Regions from separate parts of the Oryctolagus cuniculus genome. Here regions 2 and 3 are each linked to region 1. A link is a contact called in public Hi-C data. All regions are on one chromosome and are shown on one strand. The core of a region is the stretch at or near the end of the contact, and the rest is flanking DNA. Distances in the headings are between cores, read along the strand shown.

Evidence for each region. Hi-C and Micro-C count contacts between places; a contact is called where the count stands out from the background.
Region 2: a Hi-C map of an unstated tissue shows a contact between it and region 1, with 2.5 times the contacts expected there. The contact joins the promoter of MATCAP1 here to the promoter of CES4A in region 1. A contact is called at or near these places in 2 of 6 Hi-C or Micro-C datasets (ear pinna and an unstated tissue).
Region 3: a Hi-C map of skin fibroblasts shows a contact between it and region 1, with 2.8 times the contacts expected there. The contact joins the promoter of SLC9A5 here to the promoter of CES4A in region 1. A contact is called at or near these places in 3 of 6 Hi-C or Micro-C datasets (ear pinna, skin fibroblasts and an unstated tissue).

Annotation. Positions count from the first base shown.
Region 1 is chr18:50,302,034-50,306,107 of mOryCun1.1, reverse strand. CES4A (carboxylesterase 4A) reads right to left here and starts at 2,141. Exons shown (of 14, transcript XM_002711648.5): 1 at 1,924-2,141. The coding sequence starts at 2,020.
Region 2 is chr18:50,476,709-50,480,768 of mOryCun1.1, reverse strand. MATCAP1 (microtubule associated tyrosine carboxypeptidase 1) reads left to right here and starts at 1,971. Exons shown (of 7, transcript XM_051847186.2): 1 at 1,971-2,104. EXOC3L1 (exocyst complex component 3 like 1) reads left to right here. Exons shown (of 14, transcript XM_070062596.1): 10 at 558-687; 11 at 817-939; 12 at 1,021-1,176; 13 at 1,250-1,374; 14 at 1,466-1,698. The coding sequence ends at 1,655. It overlaps LOC127491360 (a long non-coding RNA gene), which reads right to left and starts at 1,584. Exons shown (of 2, transcript XR_007920018.2): 1 at 1,447-1,584; 2 at 247-752.
Region 3 is chr18:50,528,727-50,532,788 of mOryCun1.1, reverse strand. SLC9A5 (solute carrier family 9 member A5) reads right to left here and starts at 1,383. Exons shown (of 13, transcript XM_070062595.1): 1 at 1-1,383. It overlaps FHOD1 (formin homology 2 domain containing 1), which reads left to right and starts at 1,406. Exons shown (of 24, transcript XM_008257450.4): 1 at 1,406-1,693. The coding sequence starts at 1,493.

The sequences.
Region 1 (4,074 bases), core at 892-3,391:
CTGGATGGGAAGTGGAGCAGCCAGGACTCAAACCGGCACCCATGTGGGATTGCCGGCACCACATGCAGACTTAACCTACTACACCACAATGCTGGCTCCATAAATTTTTTTGTAAAAGAAAATCAGGGTCAGCCTTCCTAGTAGTCATAAAGTGCTAATTAGAACCAGGAGTTGTAACTTCTACCTAATAAATTAAAAAACAAGAGCACCCAGTTCCGGTGAAGATGCAGTGAGAAGGATATTCACATATGCTGCTGGAGGAAGACAAATTGACACAGTGTCTTGGGAAAACAGTTGGGCAAAATGTATAAAGAACCGTGAAAATTTCATATGCCTCAATAATTCCACTTCAGAGTCCCTCCCCTGTGCGAGTAGAAACACATCAAAGCAGAAACCTTGGAGCAGGTGTTTGGCCTGGCAATTAAAATAGACACTGATTAAGAAGCTCGGGGTGTGGCTTCCATATCCAGCTGGGGCTCCTTTCTCCAGCTTCCTGCTATTGCAGACCCTGGGAGGCAGTGGTGATGGTTCAAGCAGCTGGGTTCCTGGCACCCATGTGGGAGACCTGGATGGAGTTTCCAGATCTTGGCTTCCTGTTGTGGGCATTTGCAGAGTGAAGTAGTGAATGGGAGCTATCTCTGTGTCTCTCTCTCTTTTTTTTTGACAGGCAGAGTGGACAGTAAGAGAGAGGGAGACAGAGAGAAAGGTCTTCCTTTGCCATTGGTTCACCCTCCAATGGCTGCCGTGGCCGGCGCGCTGCGGCTGGCACATAGCGCTGATCCGAAGCCAGGAGCCAGGTACTTCTCCTGGTCTCCCATGGGGTGCAGGGCCCAAGCACTTGGGCCATCCTCCACTGTACTCCCGGGCCACAGAAGAGAGCTGGCCTGGAAGAGGGGCAACCGGGATAGAATCCGGTGCCCCGACCGGGACTAGAACCCCGTGTGCTGGCGCCGCAGGAGGAGGATTAGCCTATTGAGCCATGGTGCCGGCCACCTCTGTGTCTCTTAATTAGAAAACAGAACCAGAAAGCAACAACCTTTCTGAATCGTCATCCTCTATTTACCTTAAGGAACACTGGAAGCATCCTTTATAACTGGGCAAAGTAAACATAGCTAGAAACCCAAACTACAAACTGCTTTTGGTAAGATTCTGAGTGAAAAACAGCACAAAGTATTAATTATGTACGTGCTAGCATCACAGCTATGTCTAATTGTACAATAAAAAGATTTCTAAAATGCACCAGAATACCAGAAGTTGTTTTAGCAAGCTTTCCTTCAAATTAAAAAATGATGTATTCACATAGGCAAAAGTGACTTACGGTCACCAGGGTAATTTTGAGGCACTGACACGGGAAGCTGGAAATGTCCCAGATTTTGATCTGGATGGTGGTTACATGTAGCATATCATATTATTATATAAAGGATGTCATATCTGCTATACCTAACTGTATAGCTAGCAGGTGTGCATCATGTTGGATGTATCTTCTAGCTTAACAAGCACTTGTAAAAACTGTAACAATGATTTTAAAAAGAAACAAAGACCCAGGAGAATAACTTGCAGGTGGCCAAGAGGCCTGTGGAGGGAGAGGGAGGCAGAAGCAAGATTGTGGCTTGAGAGGAGGAAGGCGGGAAAGATACACTCCCCCCCCACGTTCTCACCACCCCCCACCCCGCCCGCCCGGTGTGGTGTCAGTCCTGGCATTCCTCACTTTCCACCCAGCCCTGTGGACTTGTGCAGAAATTCCAGCGGGGCTGGGGGGGGGGGTTGGGGGAGGGAATAGCACCTGGAAGTGTCACTCTTCCTCTGCCCAGCACTTGTCTGCGCTCACGCCCTGCCCTCCCCAGGAGAGGTTGAGCAGGGGCCTGACCCTGGGTCCCCGTACCCCTGCGGGCTGACACCTTCAGGCAGGGCTGAGGGTCTTACCCAGGGCTGTCTGCTCCATCAGGCAGAGGGCGAGGACCAGGCGCAGGCTCCAGCTCACGCTCCAGCTGGCGTCGGCCACGGGCCGGAGTGCTGTCATCACTGTGGGTGTCAGGTGGTAGCCGCAGTACGTGAACACAGGCAGTCCCACTTTTATCTTCCCTTAATCCCCAGGTACTGGGGCGGAAGGAATTAGGAGCAGCTTCTGTCCAGCCCACAGCCTTGTCCCTGCCTTGGGGTGACAGGTGACGCTGGCTGCTCTAGGTTCTTGTGAGCGACTGGCCGGCCTGCAATCCCTGTCTGGTTTGCTCAATGGCCTGAAGGTGAACCAGTGTGAGTCAGGCTCTGAGCGCACAGTAGGTGCTAAGGTCGGAGCAGAGCACCTGGCCCATTGGCCACGCGGCCCTGGGCTTCCTCTCTGGGGCTGGAAGGGTCTCTTTGCTCAAACAATCACTTACCTGTCCTTCCTCACAAATCCCAGACGCCTCAGCTGGGACCATCAGGGAGCAGTGGACTCCACGCCCGGCCTGGGATGTCAACGTGGCCGCTGCCCTCACAGGCTCACGGCCCAGCTCGGGGGAGCAGAGCTGGGGGCGACCAGTCTGCAGGTTCACCGCAGTCTGGGTGGACATGGGAGCCCAGGGGGCGTCCAGAGCCTGGCGGTGGCAAGGAAGTTTCCCTGGACGAGAAGGAATCTTCGGAAGAAAAGCTGGCAAAGGGTTAGCCAGCAAAGGAAGGCATGTTTGCTGTTTAAAGTCGCAGGAGCAAGGGTTGGGGGCGGGGAGGGAGAGAGGACAGCTCCACCTGCATTCCAAAGTAAGGCTGCTCCTCTTCCTGTCTCCTGGCAAAGCCTGGAGCCCCTGTCCACCTTTGGGGAAAGGGGCCCTGGTAGGCTGCCAAGCCAGTGAGGGCAAGGGGTGAGGAGCAGGGCAGGTCTTGGGACCCTGGGCCGCTGGCTCTGTGCTGGCTCTGTGGACACCAGTGGATGGCTAACACGTTCTCCTGTCATGGTCAGTTTCATGGGCCTTCAGAGGGAACCTGTACTTGGGACCCCTCTCCCACAGTTGCCATCCTGGTAGCCCCTCTCGGCCCCCAGGAGTGTGCTATCTCCCCCTGGTCACTGCTGCCCAGGCTCTGTGTCTCTCTGAAGAAGGCCTGCTCCACACCCCGCTGACCCTTGGCCACCCGTCCTGCAGGATCTACATGGGAGATCCTTGTCCTGGCCCTGCTCCAGCAGGGGTGTGCCCCCCACCCTGATAAGGTAAGGTGTTCCCCTGGGTGGGCTCAGGCTCTGGTTGGCCGAGCACCTCATGGTGGGCAGCCCCCCCACCCCTGCCATGGGCTTATGAAGAAGATGCCCACGGCCTTGAGTGGAGGGAAGTGGGTGAGAGTTCATGGCGCAGAAACAGCTCGCTCCCCTGCCCCCTCCCTGGCACAGCACGCAAACACCTGCTCCAGCTGGAACAGCCTGGGGGCCCTGGAATCCTGGAAATGGCCTTCAGACCTGTGTCTAAGAAACTCTTACGGGCGGCTGTGGCTTGGAGACTCCAGGTCCACCAGGGAGGCCACAGTCAGTGTCCCCGCCCCATCGCCCCCTCGCCTTCAGCTCGTGAGCGACATGGCCTTTCCCAGTTACCGAACCACATGGAGCAAGAGCGTTAACCTTGCCTTCGCCCTTTGACCGAGAAATTGGGTCTGGGAGGCCATCCAAAGCACACAGAACCCGTTTACAGTGAGTGTCCTCCAGCCTTGTTGACAACAGCCTCACCCCAACACAAGCGGAGGGGACGGGGGAAGAAGGGGAGAGTGGGGACCGCAGATAAGCCACACTGCGTATCTTAGTGCACTGCCACTTACTGGCTGTGTGATCTTCAGCAAATCACTTCGCTTCTCTGAATCTCAGTGTTTCCAATCTCTACAAATTAGCATACTTATCTAATTGATTAGTACTTATCTCTCAGGGTTGTAGTGAAGGTTCATGTAGGTAAAGCACTTTTTTTTTTTTAAAAATGTATTTATTTATTTGAAAGGCAGGGTTACAGAACAGAGGGAAAGACAGAGCCTTCAAACATTGGTTTACTCACCAAATGTTCATGAGAGCTGAGGCTGGGCCAACCCAAATTCAGGATCCTTGAACTTCATCCAGGTCTCCCA
Region 2 (4,060 bases), core at 722-3,221, 170 kb before region 1:
GGTTACCTAACCTCTCTGAGTCTCACTTTTCTCGCGAGTATTCTGTGGGCAACAAAGGAATGTTCTGAGAATCACACGAGATAGTGGATGTGACGTCTGTACCCCAGACCCTGGGATGGGTGCCAATTATTCATTTATCCGCTCAGCAAATATTTATCAAAGCCCCCACTCGGTGCCAAGTAGTGTCTAGGGTCACAGCTGTGCGCAAAACAAAAAATTCTCTTCCTCTTGGATGAGGGCATGGAGCACAGGCGATAATGGTTTTTTATTCCCTCCTGGCTGAGATGAACTCCCTCCCCCGACGGACAAGGAAACAGAAATCTAAAGAGTAACTTGTTCAAGGCCACACAGAGGCAGGTTCCGCTGGGCTGTGTCCCTTCTTCTAGGTCACAGAGAGCCCTCCGCCCCCGCCCCCAGCTTTAATCCGCATCTCAAGACTTTCTCAGGAGTGGGAGCAGCCACACACTCCTGCCACGAGGTGGCGCCCGAGAGGCCGGACTGCGGAGGGCCGTGCGGGCCTTGGCCTTGGTCCTGAAGCGAATTTTTGGTCTGTCCAGCTCCTCGGTGTCGGTGCTACAGCCCGACGGGGCGGCTCCGGGAGCCTTGGCTCCGGTAGAAGCCGCGCTGGACGAGCTGCAGAGGAGGATCTGTCGCCTGGTGTTGGAGGCGCTGTTGGTGGAGCTCCAGGTGAGGCTCCCTTGGGGTCTCGGGATGAGGTTGGCAGTGAAGAAACAGCGTAGGTGCGTGGTTCTCTGCGGGGAGTGCCTGGGTCTGGGTCATTTTTCCAGCCCCACCTCCGCCCCCCGCCCCCCGCAGCCCCTGTTCGCGGCTCTGCCCTCGCGCCAGTGGCTGTCGAGCTCGGAGCTGCTGGACGGCGTGTGTGAGCGCACGGCGCACTTCTGCCGGGACTTCTGGCGCGTGCGGAACCCAGCGGTGCAGGTGCGTCGGGGGAGAAAAGTGGGACAGGGGCATCGCGCAGGAGAAAGGTGACCTGCACCCACGCGATCGCCTTGCCCGCAGCAGCTGCTGGCCGAGGTGGAGCGCGCCGTGGTGCTGCAGTACCTGCGCGCGCTAATGCAGGGCCGCCTCGTGTGCCGCGGCGCCGAACAGCGGGCCCAGGCGGCCGAGCGCCTGCAGCACGACGCCGCCCAGCTCCGCGAGCTGTTCCTGGGTCTGGTAAGAGCTTGTGGGGCGGGCGGAGGGGCCGGGGGCCGAGGGCCAGGGCCGAACCCTATGCCGACGTGCGCAGGGCCTGGAGGAGAGCGCGCACTGCGCGCCGGTGCTGCTCGCGCTGAGGGAGCTGCTGAGCCTCCGCGACCCCGCACTACTCGGCCTCGAGGTGGCTGGCCTGCGGCAGCAATTTCCCGACGTGAGGTGCGGGGGCGGCGGGCGGGGAGGGAGGAGGCGCTCAGGGTGGGGTGGGGGGACCGGGTGGGGCTGACGCACCTTCCCGGCGCCCCCGCAGCGAGGACCACGTCTCTGCCCTCTTGGATCTGCGCGGGGACGTCTCCCGGGAGCAGCGCCAGGCCGCGCTCAGCTCCCTGCAGGCGGGCCCGCCGCCCTCGCCCCCCACGGGCCGCCGGGCCCTCTTCAGCCTCGTGCCAGCGCCCACGCCCTCCGCATCTTCCTGCCTCCCCTCGGGGCCCTGCGCCTGACGCCGCTGGTCAGCCTGCAGAATAAAGAAATCCATGCCCCCTCCCCCGTATGCCTGCAATCTGTGTTGGGGAAGTGGGGAGCAAATACAGGTGCCCGCTGGGGTTAGGGTGTCCACGTCTGAGGTGTCCTGGCTCCAGTCCTCGCACGCCGGAGCGCCGCGTGGGCTCAGACTCCGCTCCTCCGTGTGGGTCCCACCCCCGCGCCGCCGCGCGGAGACGGTGGGCCAGGGGCTCGGCGGCCCTGGACTCCGCCCCCGAGCCCCGCCAGGCTCCACCCGCGGTGGTCTCGGGCGCGCGCTGGCGCGCAGTCTGACGCGAACCCACTCGCCTTCGTAAGAGCGCGCGCGCGCCCGAGTGTGTGCGTCGCCTGCGTCGGCTCCCGCGGGCTGGGCGGCGAGCGGCCGGCGTTGAGAAGCGGAACGGCGGGCGGCCCGAGGCGAAGCGAACAGGTGGGGGCGCGGCACGCGGACAGAACCCCCAGGAAAGGCCAAGACAATGCGCGGCGCGCTACCCCTCCTCCTCTACCGGAGAAGCCCCTCGCCATTGTCTTCTGGCCCCACCCTCCATTGGGCACGCCCTTCGTTCTCTCCTCCGCCGTTTATTGGCTACAGGTCCCGGCCCCCCTCGATCTTTCGGTCTTCATTGGCTCTTCTGCCACGTTATCTTCTCCCGGGATTTCTTATTGGCGCAGGCCACACCCTCTCTCTTGTCACCGGACCCCGCCTTCAGCAGTCGCGGGCTCCTCCCCTTCCATCCAGCCTCCATTCATTCTGCATCTCGTGCTGGCTGCTTGGAACTGGAGGTGAACCCGACGCGTCGCTGCCCTCGGGAAGTTCGGGGGACGGTGGGGGGCGCACAGACCTAGGCTCTGACAGTGACACCCTAGGGTGCTAAAGAAGCCGCCAAGGCACTAGGACCCTCTGGGCGCCGGGCAGCCTTCCCGGAGGAGGGGAGGCCTAAACCAAGCCCTGAAGAATGGTTGAGTGTTGGCTTCAGGCAGACATTGCGAGGGCATTCTTGGCGGAAGCACCTGAGATGTGAAAGAAACAGTCGCATTCTGGCGATCGCAAGGAGGTAGGTTGGAAGAAAGACGGGGAGATGGCGGAGACTGGCCCAGGGAGTGGCCCAAGACCAGTGAGGAGGGAGTGCAGAACAGTGTAGTTAGTTGAGGGGAGTGAGTGAAACCTGGGGCCAGGAATCTTGCAGCAGCTGGCCACCGGCGGAGTGGAGGGCAGTGGCTGGGGGGAGGTCGGTTCCGGTTGGGGATGCAAAGCCCAGAGAAGGAACAGTTCTAGTTCTGAGCAGGAGAAGGGCTCTTGCATTCAACTTCAGAGGGTGAGAACCGTGGCGGGGCGCGGGGGAGGCTTTGCGTTTCGTAGGAGCTGTGTTGCAGACGCTTTTCCAGTAACGCGGTACTTGTGTAGAGATTTGAGGGAAGTGCGTGACCCGTGCTGTTGTGGAGGAAGGCGGGGTGGGTTTCACACAGGGCGCGTGTTTGAGCAGTCGAGTAAAGCTGCTGCATTGGAACTGGCGACGCTGGTCTGAAGTTTATGGCAGGAGTGGGAGCTGGTGCGTTGTGAACCGGAGAGTGTATGACCCACTGAGGCGTGAGCACAGATGGAGAGAAGTCCCCCAGGACAAGCCCCGAGGCTTTACCGAGTTAAGAGATTGGGGGGATGGGATGGCCAGCAGGGAAGACCAGGAAGGAATGCCGGGGAAGTAGGAGAACTAAGTGGGAGTGTGTTGGGAAAGTCAGAAGGATAAAGTGATAGCTGTGTCAGGTGCTGCTGGTCAATGTGAGCACCAGCAGTGACCTTGTTCAGATAGGTGTTTTAAAAAATGATTTACTGGGGGCCAGTGCTATGGCGCGGCGGGTAAAAGCTTCTGTCTGCAGTGCCGGCATCCCGTATGGGTGCTGGTTCTAGTCCTGGCTGTTCCTCTTCCTATCCAGCTCTCTGCTATGGCCTGGAAAAGCAGTAGAAGATGGCCCAAGTCCTTGGGCCCCTGCACCCATGTGGGAGACCCAGAAGAAGCTCCTGGCCCCAGGCTTCAGATCGGCCAAGCTACAGCCGTTGCAGCCATTTGGGGATTGAACTAGTGGATGGAGAACCTCTCTCTCTCTCTCTGCCTGTAACTCTACCTTTCAAATAAAAATAAATAAATCTTTAAAACATTTATTTGAAAGGTAGAATGATGGGGAGGGGAGGAAGTGAAGGAGGGAGGATAGGTGTAGGGGGGAACCATCCATTGGTTTACTCCCCAAATGGCTGGGGCTGGTGCAGGCTGAAGCCAGGAGCCAAGAAGTCCATCCTGGTTTCCTACGTGGCTGGCAGCAGCCCATGTGCCTGGTCAGCTTCTGCTGCCTCCCCGGGAACATTACGGGGAGCTGGATTTGGAAGCAGAGC
Region 3 (4,062 bases), core at 134-2,633, 230 kb before region 1:
CCGCCGCCGCCGCCGCCTACCGGGCGCCCCCGCGTCACAGGCACGTGGGACCCGCACCCCCCAATCCAGGCTCCGTTACCCCCAAGCCAGGTCCAGACTCTGAAACCCTGCCCCGGACGCCCGTAGTGGATACCCCCTCCTCCATCCCCTCGAAACCAGTCCCTGCTGCAAAAATCCCCTAGTGCAGCCCTCCCCCAAGTCCCGCAACCTACTCCTTCGAGTCCGTCCGCCCAAATCTTCCCCAAATCAACCCTCTCCCGGACTCAGAGGTGAGCAGCCACCGCCCTCCAGGGGCAGCTCGCCATGGGAGGGGCGGGGGTCCGCGGAAGGCGGGGTCCGGGCAAGAGTGGCGCGGCGTCCTGGCTTGTGCTTCCCGGCGGCCAGCAGCCAGCCCCTGCAGCTGACACCACGGGCCCCGGCGCGGCCAGGTGCAGACGGCAGGGGGCAGTGTGCGCCCGCCTTGCGCGCCGCCGTCTGGAGCCTGGGACCCCCTTCGGGCCCCCGCCCGGACCAAAGCTGCGCACGCGCACTGCGCGCTTGCAGAAAACCATGACGGACGACACTGCCCCCAACGTCCCTGGAAACTCCAAGGCCCAAAATGCGCGCAGCTCATTGAGGCTGAGCAGGAGGCTGTTCTTCGTCTCCCAAAACGAGGGGCATCCGGGCGTCCCCTTCCCTCAAACTGTAGGGAACTCTTCCCACCTTTTCCATGAAACTAAGCGGAAACCTATGGAAAACCAAGCCTATTGATTATCTTTCATCTAGGAGGGGTCCACCCACATTTTCCACAAATTTCAGGGGCATTCGACTCATCTCGCCCCAGAGGTCATCTCCATTTTGCATCCAGGCTGGGGGCACCCATCCCACCCCTTCCCCCAGAGGGGAACATTTTCTACTGGCTCATCCCATTCTTCCCCTCCTCCCGCCCCCGACCTGAAGTGCACTTGCCCTGCATCCCACCGGTTACTGAACTGATCCTTCAAACTGAGTGAAATCTCTCACTGCTTGCTCTGCACGGAAAGGGACCCCTCCCACTGCTCTTCCCAAATGAGAGCGACGCATCCAATCCGTCCGAAAACTGAAAGAACGAAGGCCGTTTAGTTCCTAAACTGAAGGAAACCTGGCCAGCCTCTGTCTGAAGAAGCTTTCCTCCAACCTGCCCTCAAAGAGGGCGCGGCCTCACCTACTCCGAGCCCAAAGAAACCCTACCGCTCTCAGGGCCCTCTCGGGGGCGGGGCGCGGTCCCGGGCTTTCCCGCCCTCCTAGCCCCTGAACTAACGGGATCACCACCGGGCCTTCTGAGTGGCTGGCGTAAGTCCCGCCTCCGGCAGTGGCTCTCCGTACCCGCCCCCCGAGCCGCCAGGGCCTCGTCTTGGCTCCACCCTCTTCCTCGCCTCCCCCCAGCCCCGCCCCTCAGGAGGCGTCCGGCCCGGCCCGGACCAAACAGCAGAGAGAGTTGACTCGAAGCTGCGGCCAGGCCGGTGGCAGAGCCATGGCCGGCGGGGACGACCGCGGGGACGGAGAGCCGGCATCACTGGTGACCGTGAGGGTGCAGTACCTGGAAGACACCGACCCCTTCGCATGCGCCAACTTCCCGGAGCCGCGCCGGGCCCCTACCTGCACTCTGGACGGGGCACTGCCCCTGGGCGCGCAGATACCCACGCTGCATCGCCTGCTCGGGGCGCCGCTCAAGGTGAGAGGCGAGTCGAAGAAAGGTTGGGGCGATCAGGGGGTTCAGAGTCGGCTCCCTGAAAGCCCTGGGAGGTGCCCCTCGGGGAGAGGCTGGAGCGAGTACTCGCCCCAGAAGGGTCTTGGATGGGAGCACAGGGTCCGCTGCCTCGCCTGCCCGGGGCCCCATCCCAAGTTGAGGGGAAACTGCAGAGGGGAGATGGGAGCTTGCGGTCTGTTCCCCCCTGGCTGCTTCTCCAAGTGGGGCACGCCCGGGGAGATGCTCGGGCTCCACTCGCTGCCTGACTGCCTGGGCAGCTACCCCACTCAGGGTGGCTGTTGCGGACCCGGGATCAGAGCCGAGGGAGGGACCTGCCTCCACCTGCTTCAGGTGAGGAGGCGGGACCACGAGGAAGGGCGGGCCCTGGGGGGCCTCTGGTGGTGGCAAAGGCTTTGAGAGGTGTCAGGACTGGGCTGGGTCCTGCCGCTGAGGGTTGCTCCCGCATGTGGGGGGCTCGCCCTGGGAGTGCCGGCGAGCACTCACTCCCACGGGATGAGTGGAGTCCCGGGGGAGCGGTCGGGTCCGGGATACGCGGAGCGTGGGAGGAGGAGAAAAGCCCTAGAGTCACCGCTCCACCTCCCGGTACACCCGCCGCCCGTCGGCCCGCGCCGGGAAGGGAGAGGGCGGGCCAGGCTAATTTTAAACCGCCGGCCTGCCCTCGTTCGCCAGCGCCCGGGAGCCGACTTGTGCCCGGTGCGGGAAGAGGCCCTTTCCCATATGGCCAGCCTCCCCTCCCCGCCCGCTAGCAGCCTTCAGCCCCTCGCAGTCAGCCCTTTCCGGCGCGCTGTTTCCGGGCCGGGACTCTCAGAGGCTTACTACCACCCCCCAGGGTTCCCCACCAGCCAGTCCGCTCCTACGGGTGGCAAAGGAGGGAGAGGCGGCGGGGGCGCCTCCCCTGCTCCCAGCCTCAGCAGGGCGCCCGGTTGCGTAAACTTGCCCCCTGGGCCCGGGGTCTCCCGTGGAATGCGCTCGGGGCGCCAGGCCCCCAGCTTGCATTCCTCCGGCTGCGGCCAGCCCCGCCTCCGAGCGCTGGCGGGAGGGGTGGGGAGATTATTGTCCTGGGGAGTGGTGCGTGTCCAAGCCAGACCCTACTGCAAGGCTATAGCTGGAAGGCTGCAGCATACTGCCCACCTCCAGACTTCCATGTAGCCCCCTATCAATCTCGTCCTTTTTCAGAGGAGCAAACTGAGGTGGGCCCTGAACAAGGTGAGAAGTCACCTCCCATTCAGGATGAAAACTGGGGTGGGGGTGGGGCGGGGAAATGGGTGCTGCGCTGAGCTGTTCCTGCCCTGGGCTCCTGGTCCAGAAATAAGTCTGCAGCATTAAAGAGAGTATTCTTCCCACTGCCTTACTTCAGGACAAGACCCAACTGAGACATCTGTCCTTCCACTGGGAGAGATGGGAACTCAGCTGCAGGAAAGAGGCTCAGGACCACCACCACCACCCCCCGCCCCCACCGCTCCCCCTCATTTAGAGACCCATCCCTGGGGCCTGCGTTGTGGCATAGCAGGTTAAGCCCCCACCAGGAGGCCAGCATCCCATATGGGCGCTGGTTGGAAACCCAGCTGCTCTGCTTCCGATCCAGCTCCTTGCTAATGTGCCTGGGAAAGCACATTAGTGGCTCTGCACCCACGTGGGAGACTCTGAAGAAGCTCCAAGCTCCCCCTGGCTTCTGCCTGGCCCAGCCCCGGCCCTTGCGGCCATTTGGGGAGTGAAACAGCGGATGGAAGATCTCTCCTCCTGTCTCTGTAACTCTGCCTTTCAAGTAAATAAAAAGTAAATGTTTAAAAAGAAGAGAAGAAACCATCTCTGCACCCCACCACACCAGGTGCTCTGCTATTTGTCCTCTGCTCCATGGCTGAGGACGCTATGGTGCTCAGATAGAGACAGGCACACTAGGTTACCACAGTGCCTGGAGTCAAACAGGACTCCTTGGCGCTGGCAGATTTGCCAGGAATGGTCAGATGCACTGTGATGTGCTCTTCCCAAATATAAACCGTGACCACAGCCCCAAAATAGAAGGCTGGAGGAAGAGGGACTGAGATGAGAGCAAAGGCAGGGACATCACAAAGCTGAGGGAGGGGGAGCGAGGCTCCTTCTTGCAGGAAATGGCAACAGCTGGTTCCTCCCCTAGTCCTATAAGTGATGATACCCCAGAGGCACATCTGCAGAGGAGAGTTGGTGAGAAACCCAGGCGTCCCTACCCCAGGCTGCAGGGCAGAAATAAGAGACCGGCTCTCCACTACTCACTGCTTCATTCTGTGCAGTTGTCTAGCTGGCAACAGGACACACCAAGTGACTTCTGCCCTTCAACACTGGGCACTGGACCTCAC